Regions from separate parts of the Mus musculus genome. Here region 2 is linked to region 1. Evidence: chromatin contacts called from public HiChIP or PLAC-seq data. All regions are on one chromosome and are shown on one strand. Each heading gives the region's core, a stretch centred on a gene start, on an enhancer-like site or on the middle of the called end of the contact. The rest is flanking DNA. Distances are from core to core; before and after follow the strand shown. Region 1 overlaps Arhgef12 (Rho guanine nucleotide exchange factor (GEF) 12). Region 2 has its middle 8.9 kb from the start of Oaf.

What was found. HiChIP or PLAC-seq counts read pairs in DNA pulled down with a chosen protein or histone mark.
Region 2: a contact with region 1 is called in an HNF4G HiChIP or PLAC-seq map of pancreatic cancer cells. The contact joins two enhancer-like sites. A contact is called at or near these places in 3 of 115 datasets of contacts at active chromatin or transcription factors (fibro-adipogenic progenitors, pancreatic cancer cells and trophoblast stem cells) and 3 of 9 other capture datasets (adipose tissue, liver and pancreatic islet).

Annotation. Positions count from the first base shown.
Region 1 is chr9:43,012,928-43,019,560 of GRCm38.p6, forward strand. Arhgef12 (Rho guanine nucleotide exchange factor (GEF) 12) reads right to left here. Exons shown (of 41, transcript NM_001359232.1): 9 at 5,408-5,485; 10 at 5,125-5,244; 11 at 2,976-3,116. Among named protein-coding and RNA genes, the nearest start is that of Gm36648, 69 kb to the left of the region's middle. Within about 2 kb of position 3,049, at least 65 of the 459 cell types and tissues checked have an H3K27ac peak or open chromatin away from gene starts, as enhancers often do. A contact at or near this core is called in pancreatic cancer cells, where this site is marked.
Region 2 is chr9:43,245,392-43,252,024 of GRCm38.p6, forward strand. No RefSeq gene overlaps it. Among named protein-coding and RNA genes, the nearest start is that of Oaf, 8.9 kb to the left of the region's middle. Within about 2 kb of position 3,135, at least 15 of the 459 cell types and tissues checked have an H3K27ac peak or open chromatin away from gene starts, as enhancers often do. A contact at or near this core is called in pancreatic cancer cells, where this site is marked.

The DNA.
Region 1 (6,633 bases), core at 1,799-4,298:
ATGCACATATAAATGTGTGTGCCTACCAGACAGACAGACATAAACACACAGATAACAAATTTTAAAAGCAAAATATGCTAACTCAAAAGAAGACTGATCCTTCCAAATTCACTGCAGTACAGTTCAAAGAAATATGGAAATTCATAAGCTACTTTTACCTCAAACTGACACTTGTGGGAATTAAACAAGTTTGCTATGTGCTCAGTAGATAAATCTGGACTAGGTTATTCCTCAGGGTTTCACAATATTTAGTTATTTGGTCTTAGTTTATCTATACAATGGCAATACTACTTAAGATACTTTAAGAATAAAAAGAGTATCTCAAGGCATTAGTGTAACTTCCAGCACAAAGTGAACACTCACTAAATGGTGACTGTCATCCATTCAGCATTCATCTTTTAAATTCCTAAGAAGCCACTCTCCTTGTATTTTGATACCCCTGTCTCTTTATTCCAATCTGTCTTCTACACTGGTGCATTTCTGGTGGTGCTCCTTATTTACATACATGTTAGAGCCTAAATACTGTACTCTGTCAGTTTACTAATTGTCTTGCCGAGAGTTTTGTGTCAACTTGACACAAACTAGAGTCATCTGAGAGGATGGAACTTCAACTGAGAAAATGTCTACATAAGACCATGCTGTAGGCAACTCTGTGGAACATTTTCTTAACCAGTGATTGATGTGTGAGGCCCAGGCCATTGTTCGTGGGTCTATCCCTGGGCTGGAGGTCCTGGGCTCTGTAACAAAACAGGCCGAGCAAACCATGGACAGCAAGACAGGAAGCAGCACCTCTCCATGGCCTCTGCATCAGGTCCTGTCTCTGGGTTCCATCCCTGCTTGTATTCCTGTCCTGACTTCCTCCAATGATGGACTATGATGTGGAAGTGTAAGCCAACTGGTGCTTCATCACAGCAAGAGAAACTAGGATACTATGTACTCTAATATTTACCAATTACACAACAGAATTAATTTGCTGTAATGCCTAATTCCAAACTCATCAATTAACTCCATTTTATATATCTGTATTTGGAAAGCACAGGTTTTGGTTCTAATATTTCCTTAAATACAAAATAAATTTCTAATTTCCAATCCATACCATTTGGTCTGAATGCCCATACTCTGGAAATGAAACGGCAGATAATATACATAGGGCAGAGGGCAGACTGTTCCTGAAACAGTGCTGCCAGGATGAGTGGGAGAGCCTTCACACCTGCCCTCCAGTCTGTCTCATTTCATCTCTAGCTTTTCACTCCTGATATTCTATGTTGCCCTAAAACCTTCATTCTCTTAAAATATGCCATGTTCTCATGTGTCAGTTCTTTTGTGTATATTTAGAGGATCAGTCCACTGGAGCTAGGTAGAGGCAAATCATTTAGTGCCTGAATAAGGTGGGCAAGCCAGCAACCTCCCTTTGCCCTCAGAACTTCTTTTATAATGTGACAATGGCAATACTCCACAAAGCTGTCTTCAGAATTAACTAACAAAAAATTTTCCAACATTATTATAATGCTTGAACAATATTAGCTATTATAAATTTCCTTGAAAATTGAAGTTCTAAAATCTGGTTATCATCATCTTTCAAAAAAGGTTCTCAAATTTTGCTTCCTTTAGAAACGGAACCAGTAAGCCAGGCCTCAAAGTTAGCCTAGACAGGGATGGAGAGACGACTCACTGATTAAGAACACTGGCTGCTTGCTCTTCTAGAGGTCCTGTATTCAATTCCCAGCAACCACATGATGGCTCACAACCATCTGTAATGGGGTCTGATGCACTCTTCTGGTGTGTCTGAAGACTCATATAAATTAAATAAATAAATCTTTAAAAAAAAAAGGTATCCTAGATAATGCCTTAGAGCACAGGCCTCAGTTTCCCCTCCTCTTAAACAACTCACCAGTACTTGTGCCCACAAGTCACAAGATGTAACAGCATCTCTTCCATACACAACAAACCTAATGTCCTGTGCTTGTCTTAAAACCATCACTAGTCACAACTTACTAACTTGATTCCAGAGCCCACAGATACAAAACTATGACCTCATTGTCCTTAAAAGAGACAACCTATTTCTTTTCTATCACCAGGACTATGCATAAAATAATGTTACATAAGCAATGCTGATAGCCTGAGTCACTATGTAGCACTGGCTAGCCTGGAATTCTCTATTTAGACCGGGGTACCCTCTGACTCACAGAGATCCTGCTGCCTTTGCCTTCCAAGTACTAAGATTAAAGTTTATGTGCTACAATACTTAGCTTGGTTTAGCTTTTAGTATTCATGAAACTATAGTTCTACATCATTTTCAACCTAACATGTTTTTGGTTTGGTTCAGTTTAGTTTGGTTTGGTTTTTTTGAGACAGGGTTTCTCTGTGTAGCTCTGGCTGTCCTGAAACTCATTCTGTAAACCAGGCTGGCCTTGAACTCAGAAATCCACTTGCATCTGCCTCCCAAGTGCTGGGATTAAAGGCGTGTGCCACCACTGCCTGGATGAACCTAACATGTTTTTATGAACAAATACATCCATCTGGTAGTCTCTGTGTGAATCAGGACAGAACTGTCAGTAAAACCAGGCTAGTAACTAAGTCTAACAGGATAAAGGCTGCTTCTCTTTGTAATGGCAAAGTGCCTCATGATTCAAGACTGAGTCATTCTGGCCACAATTGGAATATTAACATGCTTTTAAAGACACCAACAGTTGGCCTCTCATTTGAGCTAAAAAGCACAAGTATTTGCCTCTCTATCTACAAACAAGAAGCCTGCTGGGAAATTCCATCACTACAAGAAGCACTTCGCAGTGAATGCCTAGGGGAAAAGTGAACTCTGGAATTACAAGCTCACACAGAAGAGTGTGCAGAACTTCTGTTCACCAATTACTATATAAAAACTTTTACTATAAAAGACAACATTGGAAACACACATAGCTTAAGAAAGGGACATGAGGAGAATACAAGAAGATACGATTGAAAAGATTAAAGCTTACATCAGCACTGTCACTACTGGGCCGAGAAGCATCTCCACTGCTCCAGTCAGTCCTGCACAGGCCATCTCCAGGATCTGCTTCTGCCTCACTGAGTGTTAGGGCATCACCTAATGGCCTGGAGGGTGCAATTACAGCTCCGTCCTAAAACAGATTGAAGAATCATACAGACTCGATCATAGGAGAGAATGGTGATTACTGACTGTTAAGGGAACAGTGCCCATACATTCTACATGGATACAGTTAAGGGCTGGCTACCAATATGACTAAAAATACTTACGGTCAAAGTACTTAAAGTAAAAAGCATAAACAACTATGAGGTCTAGATACCTAAAATGAACAACTGTAAAGATAGAGAAAGCAATGCTTTAGCACAGAAGAAATGTTACAAAAGCAACTATCACCCCCCACACACACACACACACACATATATATACACAAATACATATATACATATATATATCCAAGAGCATTAACTTACATCATTTAGATTGTCTGCCATTAGTAAAGACTATTATACTACTTCTATTTAAATGCCTTCTCACTGCTTCTGAGTTTCATTAAAGTGTTCAATATTGGTCACAAGCTATAAAGGTAAATTACTAAAGCTACATTTTCACTGTTCATATTGGGTAAATTCCTTGTTTTATTCAATATAAAAATATAAAAGGCTTCTAATATAGCTCAGTGGTATAGCCAGACTAATATTCACAAGCCTCAGTCACAAAGCTACCAAATATGTGTGTGTGTGCATACAAGGGCACATGCATGCATGCACACAGAAACACAGATACCATTACTGGAGCATAGTAATCAAAATGCAAAAGACTGTGTGATGAAGTACACCAAACCAGGAGACCTCTTGTATCACAGAACCTCAGCGATGTCTTCTTTCCCAACCACAAAATAGTATTTCACTTTAAAATTAGCAAAGGAAGATAAATGGTCTCCAAATACTCTTTTCAGTTCTGTAAAGATGACTTTTACTAATTCAAAAACGGTAACAACTCATCAGCTTTTACCCATCTTACACGCACAGGCAAAAGGTAAGTAAGCATGGGCCAGTCACCCACATTCCTTTGAAATGAAATACAGGAAGCTGTGTGGATCTCAACAGGAACATTACAGGATGTGCGGCTGACATTAAGGCTGAGGTTTCTAACCTCTAGTATATCACCTCCATAACTTTGCCTTTAGAGCAAGTTCTACTAAAACCTGGCCTAAAGTTACAATAAAAATTAGGGTCACTAAGGCCAGAAATATGAAACTAGACAGACATGGCATATGCCTACGATTCCATCTCTCAGGGGCCTAAGGCAGGAGGATTGAGCTAAGTTCAAGGCCAGCCTGGGCTACATAGCCAAGTGTGAGGCTAGTCAGGAAGATACAGTTAGACTCTGCATCCGTGAAGAAAAACAAAGACTATGACAATGTACACTTATGACAGGGCACAACTGTAATCCTGGCATTTGGAAGGGTAAGCCAGGAAGCGTTATAAAAGTGACATCCTGCCTATAAAAGAAAAATAAATATTGAAGCTTCGAGATCTTAATGAGTTTGGATTTCAGAATTTCTTTATCTCTCTCATTTTCTTTTCCTAGAGTCAGTCTCTTACCTTGTAGCCCAGGCTGGCCTCTAAGGTGCAATCCTCTTGCCTCTGCCTCCCCTGGCCTCAGTGCTATGCTATGCCTGGTCTTGACCTCAAGTCTTACACTTTTGTGCAGTCAGTCTTAAGTACATTTGTAAAACAGAGGAGATCAACAGTAGCTTCAGGATACTATAGAATGCCTGCCCATGTATTTGCCACAATGCCCTTTAGTTTGCAAAAACTTCACATCCCTCTTTAAAAAACATTATCAGTTGTCACTGTGACAGTGTGAACCACAAAAGTATAGCTACTTTTAACTACATTTCTGGTTTGTCACAGCAAATCAAAAGTACTCAACTCTCCTAAATTTCAATGGAACCAACACAAGCAAACAATCGGAAGCCTACACTTACTTCTGTTAATCATTACATCTGTAACATCCTACACAGAACATCCTGTTATCCTTTGCTAAAAACATCACTTTCAAAGGGAAACTACCACATACTCTGACCCAATCCCAGAAGTTCTGCAAACACTGGGCAGAACTTTCAATAATGCCACTACCTGAGCAGAGCCCGTGGCTTTGGACAGCTGCTCCTGCAGCTGCGGGATGTGCTTCTTGGCCTCCTGGATCTCCTTGAGCAATCTTTGGGTAGCCGTTCGGTTGTAATCTTCCTGCAGCAACTGAAAGTTATAACACCACCTTAGAAACTAATTATCCATGTCAGGTGGAGAAAAGACCCACTGCTAGCACAACAGCCGCTGGCACGGGACAGACTATCCACTGACTATGGGCAAGTACCTCCCAGGTCCTCTGGCCTACGAAGAGCCCAGGCTACCTCCTTACCTGCAGCCGTTCCTGTTCCTTCTGTAACATCTTTCTCAGAATCTCTACTTTCTGGTTATGGACCACATTGTTTTCCTCCTAGAAAAGGATGAGAACACAGCACAGGAGAGATGAGGCTAAAACTGAAAGCCAAGAGAGATGGTGTTCCTTGTCAGCGAGGTATCCTTTAGTTCTTACTCCTGGAAGTTATGAATGAAGGTGGCTCATTTCATTAAGAAAACAGGAAGGCAGGAACAGTTTTGCCTTCACTAAACTATGTTCACAAGAACAGTAAATGTGGGTATCAGCTGAAGAGCTGGGATTACAGAAGTACAAATCTGTTGATTCTACTCTCCCAGTTGAGACATTACTACCTAACATGCTTCCATGCACCCATCCATCCATCCATCTCATGCATCCCTCCATCCATCCATCCATCCATCCATCCATCTCATGCATCCCTCCATCCATCCATCCATCTCATGCATCCATCCCTCCATGCATCCCTCCATCCATCCATCCATCCATCTCATGCATCCATCCATCCATCCATCCATCCATCTCATGCATCCCTCCATCCATCCATCCATCTCATGCATCCATCCCTCCATGCATCCCTCCATCCATCCATCCATCCATCTCATGCATCCATCCATCCATCCATCCATCCATCTCATGCATCCCTCCATCCATCCATCCATCCATCTCATGCATCCATCCATCCATCCATCCATCCATCTCATGCATCCATCCATCCATCCATCCATCCATCTCATGCATCCATCCATCCATCCATCCATCCATCTCATGCATCCCTCCATCCATCCATCCATCCATCCATCTCATGCATCCATCCATCCATCCATCCATCCATCTCATGCATCCCTCCATCCATCCACCCATCCATCTCATGCATCCATCCATCCATCCATCTCATGCATCCATCCATCCATCCATCCATCCATCCATCTCATGCATCCATCCATCCATCCATCCCTCCATCCATCCATCCATCCATCCATCTCATGCATCCATCTTATGCATCCATCTCATGCATCCATCCATCCATCCATCCCTCCATCCATCCATCCATCCATCTCATGCATCCATCTCATGCATCCCTCCATCCATCCATCCATCCATGCACCCATCCATCCATCTCATGCATCCCTCCATCCATCCATCCATCCATCCATCCCTCCATCTCATGCATCCATCCATCTCATGCATCCATCCCTCCATCCCTC
Region 2 (6,633 bases), core at 1,885-4,384, 230 kb after region 1:
TCCACAGCACCCTCTCTGCTTCCGTGTCAGGATTGCAGACCATCCAGGGTTTCAGGCCAGCTTCTGGTGTCACGCTCAGATAGGAAACCTGGTGCCCTGAAGCTGGGCTGTGTCCTTGCCCATACACGGTTCCCACTTCCTTCTTGTCCCTCCAAGTCTATGTGTCCTGGATGTGGCTCCTCTGTCTGTCCCCATTCATGTCCAGCAAGTGAGTGATGCCTTCCATAGCTCTGTGTGTCTGACATTGAACTATGGGTGAGAGAAGCCCCCATGTCTGCCCTCAGAATATTGATGGGTCACAGAGTTCTCAGAGAATGGACTCCTCCAAGGGCAAGTTGGGCACCTCATCATAACAGAAGATCTCAGGCTACCTTATTTATTTATTTTTTGAATGTTCTTTTATTGAGGAGAAAGGTGTTTAGGATAACAGTGTCTCCAGTGTCTAAGAAACAGAATATTCTGTGAACCACTGGTGACACAGGTGTCCTCTGAGACCATCCTATCCTGTCCTTTGTACCCCAACCATCCCCATTACCAGGGCACTTATCAGAGTCCTAATAGAAAGGTCACGTCCTCTGCTCCACACATGTTCAGAGCGCCAGCAGGGACCTTCAACAAGTCCTCCCGATGCCGGAGGATCGATCTGGCAAAGGGTGTGGGCACCCTGCATGCTGTGACATTTTCAGTGTGCCAGTACACTTCACAATGAAGCCCTGAGGATATTTATTTGTTTATTTATTTAATTTATTTAAAAAAAAAAGCATGTGGAGTTTTAGGCCAGTTTTACTGCTCCTGCAAAATCCATGAACAGGTCCTATCTTGGGAGAGAGGACCTGTCTTTTTACCAGAGGTCGCAGCATGAGCCGGCCAGGCCTGGAGAGGTGCCATCTATGTGTCTTCTTCCTCTTGCAGCAACCATGGGTCCTTGGGTCTTGGAATCTCCAGCTGCCATCTGATTGATGCTATCACTGGGGCTCAACTTTAAGGTTTTGACACAGAGAGGACAGATGAGGGCCCACTTCCTCCTTTGATAGGAAGGAGCACCCTTTCCCAAATCAGTCACTGCAAAACCACTTCTGGCTATCTTTATCTTTTTCTCTTCCTCTTCTTCCTTCTTTTTCTGAGAGACAATGTTTCAAGCATCCCAGGCTGGCTCTCAGTTTGCAGCAGAGTCCTCCTACCTCAGTTTCTCAGGTACTCCCTCCCTCCCTCCCTCCCTCCCTCCTTCCCTCCCTCCCTCCTTTCCCCCCACACCCCATCCTTTCCCCCTCTGTTCTTCCTTCTTTCCTCTCTCTCTCTCTCTTCCTTTACTCCTGATAAGGTTCCTCCACCTCCTTAATGCCACCAAAACCCAGAACATTTTACAAATTGACTTTATGTTTTTTTAAGAGTCCTTCTGCATCCACATGGGTAGAGTGGCCCCCTGCCCCAACCGCCCTCCCCATTGCGATTGCGCAAACCTCCCTGGCTGAGCGCTAGTGAATGAGCCTGTGTTGACATGCCCTTATCACTGGAAGTCCACGGCTTCCATTACAGCCGCTCTCAGCATACATTTTGTGGGGTTTGCGGAAGGCATCATTACACTACCACATGGTTTTGCTTCCCAAACCCTCTGTGTTCTGCCTATTCAGACCCCTAAAAAAAATACTGGCAGTCAAGGAGGTTCAGCAAGGCAAATGGGCTGCACAAGCCAGACAGCCTGAGCGGTGTAAGGTGACACTGACTCCTCCTGAAAGTCGCCTTCTGATCCCCCACACTCGGCCATGACTTGCATGCAACAGCCCCATCCCAACACTAACAGTAATAAAGTTTTTTTTTTTTTAAATGTGTATAATGATTTTAGGTCATTTGAGAGAAAATAATACCTGACAAATATTTACTTCAAATTATCTTCTGAACTTTGTAGCTTTAAGGAAATTAACACTGCCAGCTCTATATTTTCTGCTCTGCTTTTCTCAATATTCTTTCTCTTTTCAACTTGTTCCTTCCCCCATCCTTCCTTTCTTCCTTCCCTTCCTCCTCTTTTTTTTTTTTTTTTTTTTTGGACAGGATCTCACTCTAAGCCAGGCTGACGTGGAACTCATTCCGTAGCCCCCAGACTTAGAAAGACCCTCCTACTTCCACCTTTCCTACCAAACACTAGGATTACAGTTATGAACCACCATGCTTGACTTTAATATTAATTCAAACACATATGTCCCCGCGTTGATGTAGACTGTGTGCTTTTCTTTAGATACAGGGTCTGACTTTATAGACTAGGCTGGCCTTACCTTGTATCTCCCACTTCTGTTTCTTGGAAGCTGGGATTGTAGCCCCACCCCAACTCCCCTTCCCCTGTTCCTCATTCTTGTATCAGGCTTGTTTGAATTTATCATGTAGCTAATAATGACTTTGAACTTATGACATCTCTATCTCCCAAGTGCTAGGATTACAGTTGTGTGCCACAGTGCCAAACTCCCGCTGTGTGTGTATAAAAGTGTGTGGTGTGTTTGTTTGTGTGTGAGTGTGTGTGTCCTACTTGGAATTCCAAATCACCCCCTCTAAATATTCCATGTATTAAAATAAGACAGCGACAAATCATGCTAGGATTTACACTCTGCTAAACAGTGAGCCTGGAAGATAGATTCACTTTATTATTTTGCTTTTTAAATTTGCTTATTACATTTGGTGTGTGTGTGTGTGTGTGTGTGTGTGTGTGTGTGCACAGTAAGAGCACAGAGGTCAGAGGAAAGCACTGGGAGTCAGCCCTCTCCTACTGTGTGTCCTAGAGATCAAACTCAGGTTGCCAGGCTTGGTGACAATGCCTTTACCCGCTGAGCCATCTTGCCAGCCTTCATTTTCTCTCTCAATTCTTGTAAATCCCCAGGTGCAGGTAGAATTGCTCGTCTAATAGGTAAGGATGTAGAAGCTCGAAGAACTGAAGGCGTGTGCCCAGGGTCGCGCTATGAAACGTGTGTGTGTGGGGGGGTGGGGGGCATGAGACCTTGAGCCCAGATCTGACTCCTCTCCATCCATGAAGCTAACCAACACAGCTTTCAAACTCAAGACCTTGGGTTGGGCCAACCTTGGCTTCCTGGCCCCGGGGGCAGAGCCCAGGCAGCCTTCCCTAGGGCACAAACCCTCCCCTATGCCTCCTTTACCTTTTCCCAGCTTGTGCCAGTAACAGTGACTCACAGATCAAAGAGTGCTCTGGCGGAGAACTCTGGAAATCAGACACAAGCCTTTGGGTGGACTGGCATTTTCCTGTAAATAGAAGTTTTGGGGATCTCTGAGCTCCTATAGAAGTGAGGTTAGAAGTCATGTTCCGGAGTTTCTTCTGTGTGGGCTGAGACTTCTAGAATTTAGACAACAATCTGCAATGCCAATAGTGAATGTTTAGTGCCAGTCACTAAAGGAAATGCACCAGAGATGAAGAGTCCATGTTCTCCTTGGAAGCAACTTTCTGAAGGAGAGCAAATCTTCCCACTTCCCTTACTGGGTTTGAACCTGGGACTTTCCAAATGTTAGGCAAGGGTTCTAACACTGAGCCATTCTAAGACTTTAATTTTTGTTTTGAGATAACTTCCTTACTAAATTGCCCAGGCTGGTCTTAATGTATAATCCTCCTGCCTCAGCCTCCAGGGTATGTATGCACCACAAGGTGTAGCAAGAAGGCAGGCTTTGTGTCTAAATCCTGCATAACCATTCACAGATTCTTATTGCTTTGTTTTGTTGAGACAGTCTTACACTGTACCCCAGGCTGGCCTGGAACTCACTGTGTATCTTCCAGTCATGGTGATCCTCCTGCTTCAGTCTTTAGAACAATGAGATTATAGGGTTGATCCACTACCCTAGGCTAAGCCTCACCCACTTACGGGGCTTTCTTTCTTGTTTACTTGCTTTTAAACCCAAAAACCAGAAACAAGGTATTGCCTAACTAAAGCTGGCTTTGAATGATAGTCACTGAGGCTAGCCTTGAGCCCCTCCACCTTCTAAGAGCTAAGATGACAGGACAGGTATGGGTTGTCACACCTGGCTGCCACTCACTCTCCCCCTCCCCTTTCCACACACCGACATTCTTTGAGTTCGTACATGGCTGTGCACTGACTGTGGACAGACGTCATTCCCATGTAACTGATTTATTCTTATTGCATTGGGGCAGGTGTGAGTGAGTGTGTATGTGCCAGTGGGCACACTCGTTCCGAGTCCAGATGTCAGCACCAGGAGTCTTCCTCTATTACTCTCTACCTTTTATGTTGACGTGTTGTTTGTGTGTGTAGGAGCACACGCATGCACGCATGTATGTGCAGGTCAGGGGACAACTTGCAGAAGACGATTCTCTTCTTCCAGCTGGTAGGTTCCAGGGATTATACGCAGGTCATCAGGCTTAGTGGCAGGCACCTTTGTCTGCTGAGTCACCTCGATGATCCCTCCACCGAATGTTTGAGACAGGGTCTCTCGTGAACCTAGAGCTTGCTGTTTTAGATAGTCTGGCTAGCTAGCAAACATCAGGACTTCTGCCTGTCTGTCCCTTGAAGGAGTTGGAGATACAGATGTAAGCTGCTGTGCCTAGTTTTAAGGTTCTTTCTGTTTGTCTTTTGTTTTTGCTTTTTGTCTTTTGTTTTTTGCTGGGCAGGATCTTAGTATGTAGATTAGGCTGGCCTTGACCTCTGCCCCCTGAGTGCTAGGATTAAAGGTGTGCATACCCAGGTCTTGTTTTGTTATTATGTGGATGGTGAAGATCCAAACTCATGCTTGTCCAGCAAGCACAGTTACCCACTGACCAATCCTAGGTCATTTAAAGTACAGTTCTGCAGACTCTGGCAACTCAGAAGACTGAGGCAGGAGGATCTGAAGTCCGTCTGCTTATGAAGATGCTGTTTCAAAACAAAGCAGGATATGGTGGCTCACGCCTGAAATCCCAGCACTTCAGAGGCTGTGGCAGGAGGGGATGCCCTTAAGAGTTCAAGGACAGCCTGGGCTACAGGGTGAGACCCAGTGTCAAAAACTGAACCAAACTAAACTAAACCAAACCAAACCTGAACAAAATAACAACAAAAGAAAACAAAACCTATAAAACACATTGCTGGTGGTCAAGAGTAGAAATGGGCAGTAGGACATGTGCTTAGCATGTGTAGGGCCCTGAGTTCAATACCCAACACCAAAGGTTTCTGGATCTCAAATACAGAGGTCATTGCCCATGACTGGGTATTCTAATCATTAAATTATTCTGAGAGCCACTATAAAGTTGGCATCTCCTCTCAAGCACTGTCCCCAGTATTGGGACTTAGCAGAGTGTCCATAGCATGGTTGCACTTGAGAGCAAGAATACAATCCTGACCCTTTCATACACAATGGTACCCCATCCCCCCTGTCCTCCTCACATGCTGGCCCTATGAGAGGTGAGAAAGGGAAGGGGGCTCCTGTCTGTCCACTTCACCTCAGTCACTCTGGGTGAGCAGTCTTGGGTAGATTATGAACCCCCAGGGCAGAGAGTCTGACCCAGCATGCAATGCTTTATCCTGACCGGGCAAAGATCTGATGGTACCAATTAATGTTAACGAGGCTCCTTCTCCGTCTGGGCCTGTCTGGAGGTTTTGCTAATTAATACCTCTGTGGTCTCTTGGGTCCCTAGAATGAGAGGTCTGGGAGACCTGGGGGAATTGTATGGTTTCATCCAAAAGAATCTGTAAGAAGAGTAAGGCCTCGAATGGGCTGACGTTTCCCGAGCACCAGAGTGAACACTGGTGAGCGAGCACTCATTTCCACCATATCCAGGGAATCAGGCTGCTATTTGCCATCCTTTACAGAGGAGGAAAGTGGGCACAGGTTTTAGGCCAAAGTCATAGGTGAGTGTGGCAGAATTAGGGCCACACCTAGGCCATCTTACTGCCAAGGTTCAGTTCTCACCTTCCAAAGCCCGCTGGGCACATGCGAGTCACCCTTAGTTCTCAGAGCTGCTGGCTGTCTTGGGGGTCTGCAAAGGCTTCTCTCGCTGTGCCCTTTGACTTAAATGTGGACTTCCTGCTTCTAGGACCATACTGCAGGTAGGGCAGGGCAGGGCAGGGCCAGGCCCTTCCTTCTCCAGTGTGGGTGCCCACAGCTTGTGGGAGAGCCTTCAGCCTGTGCCCTCTTGGCTGTAACTCCTCCCTCTGTTCATCATGAATTCCTCCCACCTCCAGGGCATGATGTGGAAGTGAACTCAGCCACTATGATCACTCGCGCCAGTATCTTAGGGGACTTGTCTCCATCATGACTGTGGGATCCCTGGGAACAACTTTCAGATTTCTGAAAGCTGGGCCTGATGGCTCCCCTATAACCCCGCATTTGGGAGGCCGAGGCACAGAGGACTGTACATTGAAGGCCAGCTTGGGCTACATAGACATGTCTCAAAAACAAACAAAACCAGGGACGGGGCCTTCCACCTGTAACCCCAGGGCTGGGGAGGCTGAGCCAAGAGGGTTGCTATGAATTAAGAGACCAGGCTGGGGTGTTTCTGGTATCAGTTGGACCTTTAAAAGATGAACAAGGCCTGGAAGTTCAAAATGCACACAAGTCAATGGCTGGGGAGTCACACAGGATGAAGTTGAGAAGAGACTGCCGAGGTCTAGCTATGTGGTTTTGGAATAGTGACTCAACTAACTTCTAGTTCCT